2 separate regions of the Hordeum vulgare genome follow, and region 2 is linked to region 1. The links are chromatin contacts, called in public Hi-C maps. All regions are on one chromosome and are shown on one strand. The core of a region is the stretch at or near the end of the contact, and the rest is flanking DNA. Distances in the headings are between cores, read along the strand shown. Region 1 has its middle 63 kb from the start of LOC123444724. Region 2 has its middle 21 kb from the start of LOC123444726.

Region 1 (4,237 bases), core at 1,022-3,521:
ATCCTGCAAGATAAAATTTGAATTTCTCCAGTGCTATCGCTCCACGTACCATGCCGCTGCTTCAAGTCACAAAACACCATTACCGGTCCTGATATCCTGGTTGTCGTGACATTCTCCGCATCTAACTTCATCATAGAAGAACAAAGACATGCCCCATGATGGTAGCAAATAGCAGAGCTTCGCAACACCCCCTCTAAAACCAGACGGTAGAAAAACATGGGTGCGCGTGATCAAGTTTCATTCAATCGAGCAATCTCCAGGCATGAGCCGCCCAATGGAATTCACCTGCGGAGCCCTCCGAGACACACCGCTCCTGGCCAGAAGTAGACAGTAAGCAGATCTTCGTCTTGGTGCGGGAAAAACCGACCGTTTTGGCTCTTGAGAGCATATGCTTCCTGATAAATAGTAAATTCAAAGCAAATAATAAATACATTTTAGAAAATCTGAATTTTTGTGTGGATGTTTATTTTAGCCTAACAAGCGTGCTTTATTATTTTCATGCAAACAGGATAGCGGTACTTGGTCGGTAAAAAAACAAAATTAAATATAACATTTCCTGGTAACATTCGGCGTTTGATTTGTTTTTTTCGCCCAGCTCAAAATGCTTATGATTTTTCACTAAAAAATTGCAGGTAGAATTTGAGTATGACAAAGAGCACATCAACTTTTTTTACATTTACGAAAAACATTTTTAATGGGAAGGAACATATGCTCCCAAAACCCGAATTGGATTTCCTCTAAGACCGCCTCAAAAAAACAACAACATGACCAGAACGTCCACCGACGGCGTAGCGGACATCCCTATTTGACGCGCTTTACAGCAAAATGTCACAGTTTCGCGTAGGAAAATCCAGCGATTGTTAGAATTGGGCCGGCCCATTTAAGCGTCTTAGCATTTCGGGTTTTGGATACTTTCTAGAGGTTTTCATCCGGTTTTTTATTATTTTGAAAAACTTCTAAATGGTTTCTGAACAATTATTTTTTCTGTTCTATTTTTTCTCCTTTTTTCGATTTTCTGTTTATACTATTAACTGTTTATTTTATTTTCTTTCTTTGTTTTTCAATTTTCTTTTATGATTATTTTGTTGTCCATAAAATCTTTAGAAAGTTATAAATTGTTCGCATTTTAAAAAATACTATTCCAAATATCATAAAAGGTACCTGTTGTTCAGAAATTGAGAAAAATGTTCAGAGGTCCTAAAAATGTTCAAATATTCAGAAATTTGGACAGTGTCTTTTCAAAAAATAATCGAAATTCATTTTACCTATAGAATTTTTAAGTTTTCGAAAATGTTTCCATTTTTAGGTATCTAAAAATTGTTCGCATTTCCAAAATTGTTTTGGGATTTTCAAATTGCTCTTTACTTCGAATTTTCTTCTATAAATTCTGAAAATATCTTCTATTTTGATTTTTTTTGTCCCCATGTTAAATTGTTGGTCTTGTTTTTAAAGAAATATATCAAATTTAAAAACATTCGACATTTTTATTTTTTTGTTACCAGGTTTAATTTTTGTTCTTGAATTCACAAATTTGTTCTTTTAATTCAAAAATATTCGGGATTTTAATAAAAAAATCCTGTTCAATTTTGTTCTCTAGAATTGAAAAAATGTTCTGGATTTCAAGATTTATTCTTAATCTCAAAATTTTGTTCTCTAAATTAAAAAAAAAATTGGTTTTGGTTTTTTAATTCCCATGTTAAATTGTTGATCTCGATTTTAAAGAAAAATATATAAATTAAAAAATGTTCAGAATTTTTCATTTTTTGTTCCCATGATCAAATTTTGTTTTTGATTTAAAAATGTTGTTCTCTAAATTCATAAATATTTGCGATTTGAATAAAAAACCATGTTCAAATTTTGTTCTCTAAATTCAAAAAATCTTCGGGATTTCTATTTTTTGTGAAAAATTAAAATCTATTCATAAATTTGGAAAATTTGTTATGTTTGTCAAGACTGTTGGGAAGTACAAGTTTTTGCTTCATTTTTTGGAAATCTTTTCATGTTTGTTTTCAAGTGTTATGTTTTGCGGTTGTATTTAGGTCTTCTAGTATCATGTTGTACTTACATCAGTACAACTGGGAAGTCGCTCTGGCTAGCAGCACTAGCACAAATGAGTGGGATGGTGGCAGGTTTGAATCCCACCAACTCTACTTTTCCGCGTTCACCATTTTTCACCTCTCACCGTGTGGGCCGGCCTAGTTAGCGAGTCCCCTCTGCGTCGGGTTCTTATACGACGCAAAATGCGTCGTATAGGAGGTCCCCGCGCCGCCGTCTCCTCACCCATCTCCCGATAAAGGACACCAGGCCTTGACCGGCTGACGGCGCCGCCCTTGACCTACACCTGCGCTCCACCTCCTTCCATGAAGCACCGCCGAGAGCACCTTGTGCCCACCGTCGAGTGGATGGGACGGCTGCCGCCGCAGTCGCCGACAGCAGCGGCAGCAAGAGATCGCGGCTTGGGTGTAGACTAGGGTTCAGGGGTGAGGGGGCCTCCGGAGCGGCTCGGGAGATACTACTGTTGTTTACTCTGTCTGGTCACTGGTGGCTGGATTTGGCGTGGGCCTTCATGCCTTTTCGCATGACCCCTTGAGTGTGAGTTGAATTGACGATCGCCTATGATGAAGTTAGAGTCGTTGCTCAGAGTTTAGGGATGGCGGTGACACCTCTAGGGGAGGAGCGATGACGCCTGCGTGCTGTCTTGACAAGATCCTTTTTGGAATGGTGTGAGCGAGATTTTTTCTACGTGTCGTCCAGCGGTTGTGATAGTTTTCGCCCGGTTCTTAATAAATGAATTGGACAACTTGGTTTTCGCTCGATTTTTCTAAATTAATTGAACAAATCTTTTCTTCTTAATGAATGCAGGATAACTAACATTTCAAAAAAAAAAAAAATGTCTGAAGCAAAGGATGGTTTCACATCTATAAATCAACTATGTTTCTTACAAGGATATACATTCTTATGATTCTGAATTGACACCACAAACTGCTAGCGTTATCTGCAATTTGCATATCGGGCAGGAATGCTGAAGCATGGTGATGGGGAAGATCTGAAGAGAGGTGCCGTAATGCTGAGGAACAACGCGAAGAACATGACGAGGAGCTGTGCGGCTGTGCAGGGTGATGCTACCTGAGCTTCTGGGTTGCTCGATGCATCGTTTTTAGCCTGTCTTCTTTTGGTGGTTGTTTAGTTGGTACTGATTGGTCTGCTCCTGCGTGGGTGATACACACTTTTGCTCCTGTGCGAGTGTCTAAACTGTTGGTAGGATAGATGATGGTGTTGTCGAGTTTTCGTCCTGCAGCGGGTGTTTCTATGACGAGCACCTGCAGTGGGTTTCCTGGTGATGCGTTGAACTCTCTTCGGTGATGTGTTGAACTCGCTCTCCGTTCTCCCGTCTCCACCTTATTCTGCTTCTGAAGTGTTGTATTTCCGTTATTCAGTTAATGGAAGGGGGTTATGCCCGGTTAAAGAAAATGCATATTGGATGAGAGATGAATATCGAGCATGGGAAATATTCTTGTTCCCCTTTTGCACTCAAAAATATTACCTCCATTCGGAAATAACTGACGTGGTTTTAAGTTGAATTTGAACTAAAACCACGTCAGCTATTGCCAATGATTCTGTAATGTCCATTGCCAAGTGAAGGTACCATTGAGCAATAAATATACTATGTCCTACACGTTGAGCAACAATTTTCAGACTGGAAACAACATTTCAGCAGATCACGGTGCAGAGCCAAGCCAATACATGCTGACTATGTTTTCGCTGTGCTTCTGGTGAGGCTGTGTGGACCTGTTGCAAATGGGAGATCTGATTGCTACAGGGATGATGAAGTGGTATTCAGAACCCAGATCACAAGACAAAAAGAAAGAGACCAGCTCAGGACTTAATGTAAGTAAATGTTTTTTCTGCGACATCTGAATAACAACAATGGTGGTCGGGATATAGATTGGGGTGATAAAGTTGCGGTAATACTCTGCACAGAGATCCTGCCATCAGGGGACACAGTAGGGGCTTGGCAGTGTGAAATGATACAGTATCTTGGAAGTTTCTATATGCTCCTGTTATCATATGGTCTCTGTGATAGTACACGACACTATTAACCTTGCCTCAAACAGATACAGTTAAAGATGTTTCTTAATCACAACTGGTTAATACTCCAGACTCCAGAGTGATTTTTTTCAGGAACAGAGTAGTTGCTTTGTGCCAAAGCAGTTCAAGTTTTGCGAAACAATCTTCA
Region 2 (4,303 bases), core at 537-3,036, 130 kb before region 1:
ACAACATCCTGTCTAACTCATTTTCAAACACAAGCATTCGAATATCCACAGCTCATAGTTCATGCAAGCAACCCTAGATCACGCTAGCAACACAGCAAGCCTACACGTCCTCGCCGACAACATAGGCAACCTACACGTCCTCGCCGGCAACACGTCGAGCGGCCGACAACACAGCCGACCTCCAAAAAAGAATAGGTTTTTCGTCGGCAACATAGCCACCGGCCGACTCACCATGCCAGCCTCCAAAAAAAGAACGATCACAGCCGATCTGACGCCCTAGTTCAAGTCATCGGTTTCGAACATCTCTTTCTGTCGGGCCTCGAACTAGTTCCTTGTCTTCTCGCTCATCTTGCTCAAGTCCACGCTCATGATCGCCAGCGCCATCACCTTTGCTTTGGTTGCGGCATTGACGGCCTCAATGTCGAGCTGTCTCTGCCTGACCGCGGAATTGGCGGCCTCGATGTCGAGCTGCCTCTGTCTGGCCACCTCCTCGATGTCGAGCTGCCTCTTCTTGGACGCCTCCTCCATCTCAAGCTTCTTTGTTTGCAGCTTCATGTATTGCTTCATTTGCTCCTCCTTGCCTTGTCGCTTCTTCTCGTCCAACACTTTCTTTTGAGACATCATGTCATGCAAAGTCTCATGCAAAGCATACGATGTCGCATCACGCTTGTCGTCCACCTTGAAGTTGGTCTTGCCCCTCGGCTCTTGAACGCCTCACCATCTCCACCTCCGGCCAAGGCGGCCGCCTTGTTGCATCTCTTCCTTTGAAGCTAACGGTATTGGTCATTGAACTTAGGGCAATTGTTGATGATTTGTCAAACAATGCTGAGAGTGAATGGCTTGTCGTCCACCTTGGAGTTGGTCTTGCCCCTGTGCAGCGTGCTCGATGGCATACGCGGCCGTGGCGTCCTTCCTCTTCGCCTCCGCTCGCCGATTCCGCGCCCAGCTTTGCGATCTCCTCCGGCATGAGTTTCGACCGCGGTTTCTTCGTATCCTTGGGCGCCTTCTTCTTCTTCGCCTTGGTGGCCGGGACGACGGCCGGGTCGTCGGAATTGGCGGGGGATCGGCCATGGCGGGAGGATGGCGGGCGGAGGGGAGGGCGAGGCGTGGGACGGTTTGGGGGGGGGGGATGAAATGGAATGGGGCGTGGGGGCGGAAAGGTCGTGCTGCTTTGTGTCACAGATGGGCAGGTCAGGGAAGGACAAGCGTGTGCACCCCGCCCGTCCGTGCGGCGTCCGCGCGCGTCAGTTTCACCTTCAAATCAGATTAAGTTTGGACCGGAAATGCGGACCGAAAATGGATAAACGTCCGTTTGCATCCGCACGCTGGGTCGATTGGTGTGTCGGTTTTGCTTCAGATGGACGCAGGCGGACATGATAGGGTGGTGGGCTGGAGTTGGGGCGTTAGAATTCAAGTTTAAAACAGACTACTCACAGTATTAGTCAGGTTTAAAACTCAACCTGGAGTAGCACTCGTAAACAGAGCCAAGGTTCACAGTTAAAATAGTCGATTTAAACCTGGAAAAAGATGTAGTACATCAACCATTTCAACCTCTCATGCAACGACAGCGGCCACATCAAAGAGGCCGGCGTCCCTGCTGCAGGTTGAGTTTTGTACTACTACTACTACCCGCGACGCGCCTCGAGATTCGTGCGCCTCGGAGGAGACGCATGATTGCCCAATCATGCCCGCAGGCGGCTCCATCAATGCCCGTGGGTGGTCCCTCCCGGGCTTTACTCCCGACCGACCGCTGTGGCCGTCGGCGCGCGCGGCGCCGGACCGATCCTGGCCGTCCGTGGCGCTGCCGGACGGGCACGATGCGGTCAAGCGCCGATCCCGTCGCCCCTTCCCACGTTTGACCACACCTACGCCCTTCTCGGAACACCGCTGCAAGCCTCTCGGATTTATTGTTTTTTTTCTCCGTCTTTGACCACGCTGTCAGCTTCCCCACCGCCACCGCAACACCTACGACCACGCTCCCTCTCGGACTCGGATATTCAATATTATGCGGTTTTACTGTTCTACTCCATTTTTTTTTGCTTGCTCATGTTGTTCCTGTTTTCGTCTAATCCCCCATGCTTTATGTTAACTGCCAGCTTCAGCACTGATCTTATCAGAATCGGAATCCGGCACTGATCCGCAAGCGGCTGCATGCAGCGTGTGGGATCGCGTCGTCTGCATCCGGTAACTCGTCCGAAACACTCGAGGGTTCTTGTGTCTTTGCGTCCGTGGTACGGCTGGTCGCCATCATATCATATGGGCAGCGTAGAACGTACTGCAAAACTAACCTCTCCTGGACCAGCACTAGCTAGTAGGAGTAGTAGCAATAGCAGCCGGTCAAGCTTACTAATAATTGCGGCCAAAAGCTCGCCCTAGATCGATCGATCGGTCGTACTCCACCGTCAATGCCGGACCAAGATTATATCCGTTCCAAAGCCGGAGTACGAAACATTGAACACACACGCCAGGAATATCACCCATCTATGCTAAAAAAATGGAATCACCCATGACCCATCTACTACTAGTACGTTGCTAGAAAAATGGAATCGCCCATCTACTACGTTGCTAAAAAAAATGGAATCACCCATGACCCATCTACGAATTCCCGCCGTAACGCCGTTCCCGTTGTCAAAAGATGGAGTATTTTATGTGTGTGCTCTAGGTGTTTGTATAGGCCCGGGCTGTCTTCTACGTTCAGGGTTCTAGAAGAGCATCGTTCTGTCGCCAGAGATTAGGTAGTTTTGTTCAGTCCAAGAAAGAGGCAAAGCTAGCCGACATGAGGCACGACAACTTCGAAGGGAGATGCTTGGATGCCGATCCTTTTCATAGATGGCAAGGCTATCTTCTCTGTCCGTCCCGTCGTCAAACAGTTCATTCAAAGCTTCAAAACCATGAAAACGACTCAAAACCAGCATTTTAAAGTTTAAATACGGAAAGCAGGAGAAACCAACATGTGTTCTTCTGAGTTATTACTTCTTTTTCCTTTTTGAAAAGGCTTCGGCTGATTTCCTCCGTCCGCTCCCTTTGAAGGGAGGAGTAGCGAATAAGCAATGACTACTCGTCAAACGTTCAAAGCCATCCCCGGCTGCAAATTTTGCCTTCTTTTCCACCCCCTTGAAAGCAAAAGAGTGGAAACAAAGTAAGGGAAAAGAGCTGTGGAAACTGCATGTATATCCTTCTCCAGTTCGACAATTGCAACACCTTCATTTATGTTGGGTAAATAGGCAATTTCTAGATTTAACTAATCCACAAATAAATTACTAGCATGATGTTGGCATAAACATAAACATGCTGGTATTTGATCAAATAAGCAGATACTACGCTAACAGCAGATTCATCTACGTATAACGCTATTAGTGCTACGACAGAAATAAACATGAGCAAGATAAATATGTTATATCCTCCAATTGGTGAGTTGACCTTAGCAGTAGTAGTGGCGGCGGCAGCATCCTTACCCGCATTTTTGTCGGCTTCGAGCTTCTCGGCGACAAGACGGTCGGCGGCGGTTGGTGGAGCCATGGTGATGACGAACTTGACGCGGACGTAGAGGAAGCAGTCGAACGAAAGCGCGCAGTCGCGTAGTCGCTTCCCAAAAACCAAATCGCTCCTCTCCCGTACAGGATCCAGAGATGCGGGGTTTCGGAGGCCTGCTCTCCGTCGACCGTGTACACGGTGAATGGGACGGAGTCACCGGCGACAACAACAACAAAAGGAATGAGCGCGTAGAGCAGATGTGATCTGATCTCGTGGTAGCTAGGGTTGGTCGAAGCCTCGCTTATGTAGGCGCGCCCGGGTGGAGAGACATGGGCCGGACCGACGTCCGAGTCGGTAACAACCCGCGATCCAAGTCTCAGATCGTGGTGCATCTGTTAGGTATTCTTCGTTCATGACCGGCAAAAATAAGCGTGTAGGTATGAACTTGGCTCGGCTCAATCCCGCAACCCGCGGCGCGTCGTGACGAGGCGTGGCATGGCGTGGCTAGGCGGGCGGCGGAGGAGGAGTGCACGATGGCCTCTTCTCTTCTCAAGCTCCAATAGCATGTAGAAGATAGACCCTTATAAGGAGGTCCAACTCCTTCTCCACTAGCAAGGTGGAACTAAACTTCCCACCACCCCTTGTCATGCCACCTACACGGGCCTTTAGATTATTTTTTCTGAAATTGTCTTATGGGCCCTAGGCCCATCTCAAATTTCGACAACCCCCCACCACATCTCAAAGGAATATTATGTCCTCGTGTTCCAATCATTGTTTTGATAAAACAGTATTTTAGTGAAGACTTGTTAAGGTTAAGTTTCACCTAGAG

The links. A called contact is a pair of places that touch in the nucleus more often than the background predicts.
Region 2: a Hi-C map of leaf shows a contact between it and region 1, with 2.6 times the contacts expected there. The contact joins two enhancer-like sites.

The regions. Positions count from the first base shown.
Region 1 is chr3H:530,224,980-530,229,216 of MorexV3_pseudomolecules_assembly, reverse strand. No RefSeq gene overlaps it. Among protein-coding and RNA genes, the nearest start is that of LOC123444724, 63 kb to the left of the region's middle. Within about 2 kb of position 2,271, at least 3 of the 3 cell types and tissues checked have open chromatin away from gene starts, as enhancers often do. A contact at or near this core is called in leaf, where this site is marked.
Region 2 is chr3H:530,350,149-530,354,451 of MorexV3_pseudomolecules_assembly, reverse strand. No RefSeq gene overlaps it. Among protein-coding and RNA genes, the nearest start is that of LOC123444726, 21 kb to the left of the region's middle. Within about 2 kb of position 1,786, at least 3 of the 3 cell types and tissues checked have open chromatin away from gene starts, as enhancers often do. A contact at or near this core is called in leaf, where this site is marked.